2 separate regions of the Ovis aries genome follow, and region 2 is linked to region 1. The links are chromatin contacts, called in public Hi-C maps. All regions are on one chromosome and are shown on one strand. Each heading gives the region's core, a stretch centred on a gene start, on an enhancer-like site or on the middle of the called end of the contact. The rest is flanking DNA. Distances are from core to core; before and after follow the strand shown.

Evidence for each region. A called contact is a pair of places that touch in the nucleus more often than the background predicts.
Region 2: a contact with region 1 is called in a Hi-C map of liver, with 3 times the contacts expected there. The contact joins the enhancer-like site here to the promoter of TFF2 in region 1. A contact is called at or near these places in 3 of 16 Hi-C or Micro-C datasets (blood and liver).

Annotation. Positions count from the first base shown.
Region 1 is chr1:263,296,696-263,302,861 of ARS-UI_Ramb_v3.0, forward strand. TFF2 (trefoil factor 2) reads right to left here and starts at 2,804. Exons shown (of 4, transcript XM_004003362.5): 1 at 2,686-2,804; 2 at 1,896-2,045; 3 at 621-767. The coding sequence starts at 2,776.
Region 2 is chr1:263,431,744-263,437,987 of ARS-UI_Ramb_v3.0, forward strand. No RefSeq gene overlaps it. Among named protein-coding and RNA genes, the nearest start is that of SLC37A1, 20 kb to the right of the region's middle. Within about 2 kb of position 4,443, at least 13 of the 54 cell types and tissues checked have an H3K27ac peak or open chromatin away from gene starts, as enhancers often do. A contact at or near this core is called in liver, where this site is marked.

The DNA.
Region 1 (6,166 bases), core at 1,554-4,053:
TCTTTGGAACATCCTGATTTCCTTAAAGGATTGATGCATTCTTCCCATCTTTTGGAAACATGTGGTCTTTCCTTGTCAAATTCAGGGTCAGGGACACACTGTAAGTAAGGGGGTGGCAGGAAGGAAATGGCCCCCCGGGACTGGCATTGGGGCAGGACCTGTCACCCATGGTCACGGGAGAGAGCATCAGGGTCCGCAAGAGAAGAGACCACATCTGCTTTGCTCTGGATCCTACCCATGGTGCCCAGCGCAGGGCGGGGCATTCAGAAGCACCCCAAATAGCGACACCAGCCAACTGTGCTGGGACCTGGGGCCGCTGCTGAGGGTCAGATGCTTTATACAACCATTACAAAAGACACATTGGGAAGACCCAAGCACTTAGACTATTTATTTTTTTAAAAAGCTGTCGTTGTTGAGAACATTCTCAAATTGACTTCTGAGATGGTTCACAATAACGGCGAGCCCCCACAAGAGTACGGTTTTTCCTGAACTGACCACCCGCGGGGTTTGGGGACCTGACATCGGGCATCCTGGCCAGCTGAGGACCTCCCCGACCCCGGCTCCCAGTACCCCTGAGAATTGCCTGTGTCTGGGCAATTGCCTGTGTTCTCCAACGTTACCTTCCACAGAGATGGGGAAGAAGCACCAGGGCACTTGGGGGATGGTGTCGGAGAAGCAGCACTTCCGGGACTCACACTCCTCAGGACTGATGCCGGGGTAGCCACAGTCCTTGCGGGCTGAGACCTCCATGACACACTCCTCCGACTCTGCAGGGCACCACCAGGTTTGGGGACAATAGGGGGATGCAGTTAGGCTGGTTCATTAGCCAGACACCTCCGCACCATCCCGCTAGGGGAGCACCTTGAGCTCACAGGTTCAGGGTAGCACCAGGGGCCCCTGGGACTGTCACCCCTGGACTAAATGTGGGCACCAGCGAGTGGCTACCCCTTCTTCCTGATGCCCAAAGTCAGAGGGAAAGTTGCTTCACCTCCCTGGGCTTGACATGGCTCTATAAAATGGAGTTGCCCACACTACCTCCTGGGAGGACCCTTTAAAGTTATAAAGCATTTGACCAAGAATTGAGTGGCTTCCCTGGTGGCTAAGTGATAAAGAATCCGCCTGCAATCCAGGAGACCTGGGTTCGATCCCTGGGTCGGGAAGATCCCCTGGAGAAGGGAATGGCAACCCACTCCAGTATTCTTGCCTGAAGAATCTCATGGACAGAGGAGCCTGGTGGGCTACAGTCCGTGGGGTTGCAAAGAGTCAGACATGACTGAGTGACTAATACTGACTAATACTAATACAAAGAGTTGACACCCAAGGATCCTTCCACTACTGGATGAGCCCTGGCAAACCGACCACCTGCCATCGGTTCCGTTTCCCCCAGAGCCCGGGAGCCTCCAACCAGCACCCCTGAGGGGTGTGGACGGGACCCAGGGCACTGAGTTCCACACAAACGGGTCTGCTTTGCAGACATAACTCTTTGTGTGCCTGCCTTAAAACAGGTGACTTTTTAAGTTGATAATATGCGCAGGAAAAACTCACTCTCAAAAGATGACTCTAGAAGCCTTAACTTAATTTCTTAATGTTTGGGTTCTGTTCGAAGTTAGGTTAATAACATCCTGATTTTAATGCCTTTATGTCCCTTAGAAGCTGGTTCAGGAGCCACAGCCAAGAGGGTCCTGAGACTCGCTCTTCCTTCAAATACAGTCAAGCAGTCAGATCCCCTGAAGTCTCCCTAAAAGGACAAACAGCTCACCCTCGGGATCTAATGTGGACATAGGAGGCAGAGGGCGTTTTCTCTTCCCTTTGGACTAGCCTGGGTGGTCAGGGAGCCTGGGGAAGCTGGGTCCTGGGCTGCAGGCCAGGGCTCAGGAGGGGACCTTGCCCGTTACCTTGCTTCGGGAGGGGATTGAAACACCAGGGGACCCCAACGACGCTGGAGTCGAAGCAGCATCCTCTGGAGAAGCAGTCGTCACCACTGATGCCCGGGAAGCCGCAGTTCACCCTGTTGTGGGGGTTCAGGCGCGAACACTGGCAGGCACCTGCAGAGAAGCCCAGGTCAGCCAGCGCCCCCCACATGAAACCGCCCCCGCCCCCGGCCAGTGCATCCAGGGTGCTCCATCAGCTCTGCTCCCGCCTTGTAAAGGTTGTCTTATCTCGCTCGTGTTTGAACCACGCGGCGTCCTTCAGAGGAATTGACAGGGCTTGGCTGAAAGTGTTTTATTAGTTTAAAAATAAAACCTTCTGGCCAGATGGACTCAGGCCAAGGTCAGGATGAAAGTGAGCAAGTCGGAGCCCCTGGGAGACCTCGATGGGCCTCCCACCCAGCCCCTCCTCCAGCTGGCCCACCCACACCCAAGGCCGTCCTGACCAATCCCGAAGGGGGTCCTCCTGGGAAGTCTCACCCCCTCCCCCACTGTCCTCCCTGAATGGCAGGAAGCAGGTGGACGCACGTAGGAGCCGGCTGCATGGCCCCCACCCCCAGTCCTAAGACACCTTCCCACCTCCTTCCCCACCATCCACATTTTCACTTCCAGGGAAACTAATACGAACGGAGACCCCCAGGGGGCAGGAGGCAAGGACCTCACACCCCGCCACCCCCACCCTCTGGGCTCTAGAAGGCTCCCAGGCTCGCTGGCTCAGATGCTCCACTTCCCCTCAGGGACCTGAAGCTCCGCTTACCTGGTTTCTGGGCCCCTGCCAGGGCGCACAAACCCAGCATGAGAAGCGTAGCCAGGAGCCAAGTGCCTCGGGGTCCCATGTTCACGTTCATCTGCACCCCAGGGCCACCAGAAGAGCGCACACTCCCCGCTGCCAGGGGTGTCTTATAAGCTTCTCTCTGTTTGCTCAGCAAGCAAGATAACCTCGTCTCTGCCTGTGGCACAATTTGTGGCCTTTGTTAGGAAAACGAGTTGCGTTGCGATAGCTTGGCCAGCAGGTGGGGGGGGGGGGGGTAGGAGTGACAGAGCAGAGCACTGGGCTCCCCGCAAGCACAACCAGGCCACCCCCCTGCCCCAGGCAGGGAGCCAGGTCATGCCAGGATGCCGACGTGGAAGATAGCACATGTGGCGCTGGGCACTCGCGGGGTTCCACCCAGGAAGGGAGAAGTTAGGGATTTCTCCTGATAAAGCACGCGGCTAACACCACAGGAATTTTTAAGTCCTGGGCCCAAGGCTCCCAGGGAAAATGAGCCAACTGCAGACAGAGCAGACCCCTTCTCCAGGAACGGGAGGATGGCAGGAGACCCTCCTCCAGGGCTCCTGGTCCCTGGTCTGTATCTCTGTCTTGGGGGAGGGATGGATCTCCATGGAGATGAAGCTGACGGGGTAAAATGAACAGCCTCAGATGAGTATAAAAGTGACAAGCTCATGTCAGCAAAGCCTGCATGCATGCTAAGTCACTTCATTCATGTCTGACTCTTTGCAGCCTTACGGACTGTAGCTCACCAGGCTCCTCTGTCCATGGGATTCTCCAGGCAAGAATATTGGAGTGGGTTGCCATGCCCTCCTCCAGGGGGTCTCCCCAGCCCAGGGAGCAAACCTGTCTCTCAAGTCCGCAGCTTGGGCAGGTGGGTTCTTTTCCACTGCTGCCACCATTTGTTTTCTTCCATGAGAACTGTCTGTTTTCTGAAAGATGGCACCTGTTAACCAGCCTGTGCTCAACATAAGATGCTCCAGGGGAAAGGGAAGTCGCTCAGTCGTGTCCGACTCTTCGTGACCCCCTGGACTGCAGCCTACCAGGCTCCTCCGCCCATGGGGTTTTCCAGGCAAGAGTACTGGAGTGGGGTGCTCCAGGGGAAGGGGTCTGAAAGTGGGACCCAAAGAGGCAAAAGAGAAACGGGGGGATGCACCCCAGGGGAACAGAGGGGAGATGGGGTGAGGTCAAGGAAGCTCACGGGTCCCCCAACTCTGGGGCACTTCTGGGAGCCACCAACCTGTCAAGCATGGCTTGAGCAGCCGGGAACTCGAAGATGTATGGGGTCTGGAACTCTGGGTCTTCGAGTCCGGAGAGCAGACCTGCATGCTCGGGGCTTCTGCCAGCTCCAGTTCCAGCGCCTACAGACTGGACCCCTGCCTAGATCCCTGCCGAGCAGCCCTGGAGCTCTGTCTTATCGAACTTTGAAAAAGTCACCTTTCCCCACCTGTGTCTCTGCCACCCTTCTTCACTACCAGGACACAGGACTCTGAGTCTTCTCTTCCAGCTTCTCAGCCCCACTTTCGTCTCTGCTTCTTCCCTCTTCCCAACTTCCCACTGTCCCATCCGGGCCTTTTCAGGATTCCTGCTGAAACCAGCTGATCCATGCCAAAGAGACGGCTCACCAGTCCCTTGGTCTCTGGCCTGCATCCTCCTTGGGAAGCTCCTTCTGCCTCCATCTGAGGTGGAGCTGCTCAGGCTCCCACCCAGGGCACCATCCGTCCACATGGTGTTTTTGCTTTTAGAAAAGGGCACATTTTCTTCAAGACAAGCTACTTCCACCTGTGGGGAAGTCATTATGGAAGATGCAGTGTCTACTGTGTGAGCGGCACCCACCTGAGTGTGGACCGTGTGCACAGAACAACCTCTAAGCGGTGCTGGGTGACTCTGATGGGAGTTGGGTGGCTCCCATCACCTGGGGTCAGGCTGGGGGTTGGACGCTGACCTTGAGCCACAGTGTCACCTAGGCTGTTTGAAGATGCATCTTAAAAAAAGATCCCGCATTCTGCAACTAAGTCAAACAAACAAGAAGAAAAAGAAAAAGTTTTACAGCACCCGAAGACGCACCGCAATCAGGGGAGCATGTTAAGAATTACAAGTGATCTCTCATCTGAAACAATGCAATATGGAAGGCAACAAAATGATATTTAAGTGCTAAAAGAGAAAACCTTGTCAAGTCAGAATTCTATACTCATGGAAAATTCCTTCAAAAATAAAGGCAAAATACTTTTTAAAAAATGTGTATATATATATTTAGAGTGGGTCTAGATTCACAGCCGAATTGAACAAAACAAACAAAATATAAATTTTTTTTTTAAGTCTTTTAGACAAAAGCTGTAGGAAGCTGTAACTTGCCAACCTATCCTCCAAGGAATCCAAAAGTGACTGAAGCTGCGGTGGTCTCTTGGTGCAGGGCATGAGTTCTCCTGTCTGCTGCAGCCACTGCCCACCTGGCTGGGTTTATTTAGCTCTGGCAGCTGTTGGTCTCTGTCAGCATTTGTGTTTGCAGCCCAGTCCAGTCTCGTGATATCTCCCTTGGTTTGTACAACTGTCTACTAACTAATCGCTCAGCCAGAGCTTTGTCCCCATCCAGACGTAAGTCTGCTGCCTTGATTACCTTTATAAAGGGACAGTACATGTCACTCCTCTGCCACCCCCTCACACCTCTCAACCTGAAGGGTAAAGCCCAAGCGTTTCCTGAGCGTGGAAAGCAAGACCCTTTATGAACTGGACTCCTCTTAGCCCCCACCCTCTTCTGATGTCAGGTCTCCTTCCTAATGTAATTATCTAGCCCTCTTGATGCAGCCTGACCTCTGACCCTTTGCCTGAATGTCATTGTTTCTCTGCACAACTCTTCCTCTACTCTTTGCCTTCCTAACTCCTGTCCATCCTTCAGCTCTTGCCTCAGGAGCCACTCCATCCAGGAAGGCCTCCTTCCCCTGAGAGAAGACAAGTGCCCTTCACCCCTCCCCTAAGCTCACTAGAGTCACCACACAGCCACATCTGCATTTTAAGTGGAGTTTTACTTTTCCGGCTCCTTTATTCTTTGTACTGAAGGTAACAGCTAAACCTGCAGGTTAATTTTGTGCCAGCTGGTATTCTGATGATTTCACATGCTACATCTCATTTAATTCTTACAACAATACAAAGGAAGGGTTAGAAAGATCAGCCCCATTTTATAGTCTATATGGAAAATTAGTTTTCCCAAACACACAGAAAGTATAGGGTGACATACAGAATGGGACCTATGCCTCTTTCATTTGGAAACCCCAGAACCTAACCCAGCATCTATACAAACTAGACCTACTTAATGAGGGTACCTGGCACCAGGGAGATAAGGAGCAGGAATCCACCACCTAATATCATGGATCACCCAAATTTCCTCCTGAAATTCTTAAAATAATATTTAGACCTGGGTATATGCAAATAAGCAAGGCAAGCCTCTTCTCCTCTCTGGACTAGTTTTCTC
Region 2 (6,244 bases), core at 3,193-5,692, 140 kb after region 1:
AGCTACCACAGTGAGAAGCCCTTGAGTTGCAACTAAAGAGTAGGCCCCACTCTCTGCAACTAGAGAAGGCCCACAAGCAATGAAGACCAGAACAGTCATAAATAAATAAAATTATTTTTTAAAAAGACATACCAATTAAAGGGGCTTCTCTGGTGGCTCAGATGGTAAAGAATCTCACTGCAATGCAGGAGAGCCAAGTTCAATCCTCCTGGGATCCAGGAAGATTCCCTGGAGGAGGGCATGGCAACCCTCTCCAGTATTCTTGCCTGGAGAATTCCATGAAGAGAGGAGCCTCAAGGGCTACTGTCCATGAGATCGCAATGAGTTGGACATGAGTGAAATGACTTAGCATGCTTGCACACACCAATTAAAAAGCATAGATAAACAAATAAGATATATAATTAAGACCTAACTATATGCTACATACATGAAATATCTTTTGTATGTATTTTTTAACTTATTCTAATAGAAGAATAGAGAAAGAAATACCATGCTTGCTCCATTCAGAATAAAGCTGGAATGGCTATTTTAATATTAAACATTTCAGAACAGTAGAGTTATTAACAGAACCCTAGGGTTCAATCCCTGGATTGGGAAGATCCCCTGGAGAAGGAAATGACAACCCACTCCTGTATTCTTGGGTGGGAAATCCCATGGACACAGGAGCCTGGCGGGCTACAGTCCCTGGGGTCACAAAGAGTCGGATACAACTTAGTGACTAAATAATAAGAGCAACAACCCCTTGGCCACCACCCACCCCTTACTCCCCAGCCCCACTTGCACACACCTCCCTGCAGTGTGCACTTCAGAGTTATTCAGACACGTGTACTCCTCACTGTGATGGGATATGGATGGGACATGAGCTACCCATCCTGTGCGTATTTCAAGCAATATTTTGATCACAGTCCATTCTGCAAATCGTGGTCATGGAAAAAGCAAATAAAAGAATCCCTTGAGTAGAGTGGCTTATAATTTTATTTCAGTAGTTGGTTTTATTGTGGTGATAAACCTAAAATAGCCCACTTACAATACATTTTATGACTTTATATAGCTGATGACTTCATAATTTTGTGACACTTATGAAAAATATTTTTATATTAAACTTGCAAAAGGCAATACAATCCAGTAATTTAGTGTAAGTTGTTTCACATACTTTCATCTAAATTCTAGAATATTGTTTTCAAATAAATTTATTTCATTCAGCAGATATATTCTGGATCACTGGTGTATAAAAGGAATGTGAGTGGACTTAATCACACAGCTACAGTAATGACTGTTCATCATGGTACATAACCATATTACCTACATTTTCTCATTCAATCCTCAAGGCAACTCTTTGAGATATACAGTGAAAAAAAAAAAAATAAGTAACATGCAGCGATCATGATGCCAGCTGGCTGCAAGGCTGGTGTCTGAATTCTGATGCTTGGGACGCATCTGCCTTCGTCCTGACCACCATGACTCTGAGCCGTGTTATAAGTGCCCTAAGACAGTGGTTCTCAAAGTGTGGTCCCTGCGTTAGGAGAAGCACATTGACTGAAACTGCTCACCCTGCCCAGGCACCACAGTAACCATTTGCGTGAGTCATTTTATGACAGGCAGTACTGGTAAGGAACGTGGAATTAATAAGCCACCACCAACCGGAAGAACTGGGGAAAGGTCAAAAGGAGACACCTCATGTCCCACCACCTCCCAGAATCCTCCTTGCTGGCATCCGTCTTGGCTGAGCAATGCAGGCACCACCAGGAAGCACCCTGGGTCAGAATGATTGGCCAGAGACAACCGGAAACTAATGCCATCACCATAAAACCCGAGCGTAGGGAAAGAGCAAATTAGCCAAGATGGCATGGTCAGGCTCTCTCGTCCCGTGGCCTCTCGCTCTTGCCCCCGTTTTGTAAATAATGATTATGTAACAGCAGAGATCCCTTATAGCCCTGGGAATGCGTGTCACAAGGTACCTGCTTGGTCACAGCTGCCTTGGGCTGTGTGCCTGTGTGAGCTCTACCTAGAAAGCAGGGGCGATTGCTGCTGCGTCACAGCTGTGTCTGTTGGGTCAGCCACGGGAGGAGAGAAGATAGCATGTCTACTGCGATGACTGCTGCGTCAGTCAGGAGAGAATAAATGTGTCTGCAGTTCCTATGGCTCCTCGAGTCTCCTTCCAGCCTCTTAGCTCACACCTTGCCTACCCTGGGTTCAGCAAACAGTGTGAACCCCAAGACGGTCGGCACTGTGAACAGGATTAGCAATACACCGAGACTGTGAGCCACGTGGCAGAGCAGTCCTGGGTTCCCTTACCCTACTGCTCTCCACCTGGGTGCCCCTTCCCAATAAAGTCTCTGGCTTCATCAGCATGTGTGTCTCTTCAGACAATTCATTTCTGAAGGTTAGACAAGAGCCCCCTTTCGGGCCCTGGCAGGGGTCCCCCTTCCTGCAACACCTGGACCAACAGCACCTGCATCCCCTGAGAACTTGTGACAAACAAACACACTGGGGCCCACCGCAGACTCAGTGAATCAGAAACTCGGGTGGAGAAGGGTAATCTGTTTTTACAACCCTCCAGGAGATTCCAGTACACACTGAAGTTTGAGAACCACTGCAGTGAGGGAATTTAGCTTTGTAAAAGAATCCCATTGCAACTCCATTAGGAAAGCTGGCCCTTTGAGGTTGGTGATAGGTATCCATGTCCCATTCTGCCCAGGACCCACCCACCACCTCTCACACCCCCAGCCCTAGAAGAGAACTGAGGCCAGCAGGTCAGATTTGCTCAAAGGCAAGACACTATATGACAAGAAAATGGTCTCATGACGTGACATATATATGCATACATATACATATATACTTATCGTGTACATCATGTATTTACATATGTGCATATTTGTTCCTTCTTACAATTTTGATGAAGAAATAACAAGGTCTTCACTACATGGAAATTCAAAAATGCACACACCACCTTGCAGTCTGAGGCTCTGCACTGCAATGACCCCTCTCCCCAGAGAAGCTCCTGGGACCCCATCCACCCTTCATGGGGGTTCCTGGGAGTTTGAGGATACTCCCAAGAGCTCAGTAAAGACTAACCAGTAAGTTGTTCCTGCCAAAATTCAGTTATGGGAAAATAAATTACTGCATACTTACCCGGATTACAATAATTGTAATCCGGGTAGTTACAATTACAATATTGCAATTGTTAAAGCCGTGTTTGATGAGCCTGCAGGAGGCCAGCTTTGTTTTCACAGGACCAGCATCAACACGTGGTCTTGGCGAGAGGCCCCCTGGGGACTGCCCCCAGGCCGCGGGGGAAGGGTGCAAAGATTTTTGCTCCCGGATGGGACTCCCAGGGACCCAACGGAAAGTGGGGCTGCTTGGGTGGAGCCTTAAGCAAACCACTTATTCCTTTTTTTCTTTAAGTCTCAGCAAAAGAAGACCCTGAATTTAGGGAAGATAGCTTCCCTGGTGGCTCAGAGGTTAAAGCGTCTGTCTCCAATGCGGGAAACCCAGGAAACCCGGGTTCGATTCCTGGGTCGGGAAGATCCCCTGGAGAAGGAAATGGCAACCCACTCCAGTATTCTTGCCTGGAGAATCCCATGGACAGAGGAGCTTGGTAGGCTACAGTTCACGAGGTCACAAAGAGTCGGACACGACTGAGTGACTTCAGTTTCACTTTCTTTCAGAGGCATAGACCGCATTTCAACTAATGGTCATTTTCTTATCTTCCTCCAGATGTCTGAGGAAGAAGACAGAAAGACAGACGACCAAGTGGAACGCAACCGGCAGCAAGGAGCCTGAAGCACGCATGCGCAATGCTGCTTCGGGCCTGCCTGGGTAGGTGGGACGGCGCCTGCGCTGTGGGGCTCCTAAAACAACTCTTGCCCAAACCTGCAAGGTTGACTGTTGCGTGTGCACGTGGTGCCAGAGTCTGTGGTGAGGGCTGGGTTCGCAGGTGCAGAGCTGGATGTCTCTGACCTGCGTGGACCCCGCTGGAAGCTCCACTCGCCTTCTCCTCCCCCCAAGCCTCGCTCCTTCACTCCTGTGTGTCCCTCCCTTAGGGAAGCCAACCTCTGTTCTTAAAGCCTTTCAGCACTTGCTGGGGGCAGGTGGCTTTGCAATCTGATGGCTGTTCTGCCCAGGACCCACCCACCGCCTCTCACGCCCCAAGACCTAGAAGAGAGCTGAGGCCAGCAGAGCCCAGGGAATGAAGCACAGGACACCCCCGCATACACACTGGAGCGGGGGCGGGAGATGGCACCCCCAGGGAGAGGATCACAGGTCCACCTGGTGCCACCAGCAGAGCCTGGGGGGCCACGTGGACGTGGAGTCAGACTACTGGACCAAGTGGATGGAAAAACACCTATATTTGGCTGGAATGTTTACAGGTTCTCTCATCTGGGGTTTGCATTTGGCTCAAGCCCTGAGAGGGTGTTTAATAATCTACCAGGTTGACTCACTGAAGCCTGAACATGGGTGGTTTAGAATTAATGAGGTAAAACTGCTTGAAATCCCTGGCCTGCTGTGCAGAACAGAGGCCAAAGGCTCAGGGAAATAGAACTGTGGAAATGGGTCTGCTGTTCGAAGCTGACTCAGCCAGCCCCTAATTGCAGCCCTCTCCCTAGAGGCCAGATGGCAAAAAAAAAAAAAAAAGCATCCTTAAGGAGCTGCGGGAGTCTGTCCTCTCCAAGCTGGAAGTGAAGTTGGGGCTGAATTCCCCATCTTGGTGGGAATAATGGGGCCCCCATGAAGAGAGCAGTGCCCAACCACCAGGGAGGAGGCCCAGGGACAGCAGGGCAACCATGTTGCTGGCTCCTTGCTCACAGGGTCCCTAGACCTGCAGAAAAGAGATGCCTGCCTGCTAAGTCCTGCTCAGCAGATGAAGGCTTGGAAATCCCAGGACTGCAGCCCAGTTCCTGGCCCTCAGTCAGTTCCCTGCACCCCTCAGGATGGTCCTTTGTTAGGTGTGCCCTCCAATGATCCTGTTTTGAAAGAGCCATCTGTTTCTTTCTGGGATCCTGATCTCAGAGGGCTGTGCACTCATGGCCTTTCATCTCAGTGGGGCTGATGGTCATTCCAAAAGCAATTATTTAAAAATTCATCAGGAAGTTCTCCTGACCACAAAGACAGTCCAACTGAAACGGAAACCAAAATTCAAGTAACGAGTGAAAAAAATGGGTTTTGATTTAGACTCTGGCTTGATAAACTAAAAATTATGAACATGGGTTAGTCTTATCTGGTTTTTACCCAAAGGTAAATTAGGCAAAACTGCATTTCTGCTCAAATTCTTGGAATAAGGAATAAGCCAAAGTGAGCGATGGCAGTGGGGCTCTCATAATGGTTCTGGCAAAGTTTTTGAGAGCATCACATCATTGTAGATCCTGTGACTGACCAACAGAGTACGTGCACCAGGGTGATCCTTTTCACAGAAATGTTTGGCCTGTGATTTTTCCCAAGAGCTCTTCATTCTCCTTTGAATTAAAGCTGCTGTGTTTTGAAGGCCTTATTATGTCTCCTTTGTCGGTGGTCTCCCGTGCATGCCAAGTCGCTTCAGTCATGTCTGACTCCTTGCAACCCCATGGACTGTAGTCTGCCAGGCTCCTCTGTCTGTGGACTTCTCCAGGCAAGAATACTGGAGTGGGTTGCCATGCCCTCTTCCAGGCGGTCTTATACCCGATTGTAATTCAGTCTAACTTTGCCAGCACCTCTCCCAGTAGTTTTGTTTGTGATTTGAGCAGTCCTCCAACCTTAATCGATTCCATGAAATCTTATGTCTTTTGCAAGACTGGAATTTTCACTTCGGCATCTGTTGGCAGCAGGCTTGTATTGTATTGCAGAAAATTTGACAGTCAGAAAAACTGACTGCCAGAAGTGCGGGCATGATGGTCAAAGACGGAAAGGTGCCAGCACTGCCCAGGGCTCGGTGTTGAGTGAGGAAGCCTTCTTTCGGTGGCCAGTGCACTGGCTAACACGGTCAAAGAAGCCAGACTGCTCTTGCTTCACTGTGTAAAGGGGATCCTAGCAACAAGCGGCCCACTCCAAGCCCCACCTCCAGCACACTGCCTGGCAGGCAGCTGGCTTTCAGGAAATACTTGCTGGATGAATGAATTGAAAATTATGGGAAAGGCATAAAGAAAAACGAAAGAGGGCTAGGAGACAGGACATCAAGGAGGGGTCTAGAAGAAAGCAGGTCAAAGGAGGCCTTTGTGAAGAGGTGGAAGGTAAAGATGAAATAGTAGAAAATCTATAAATTGGTCTCTGT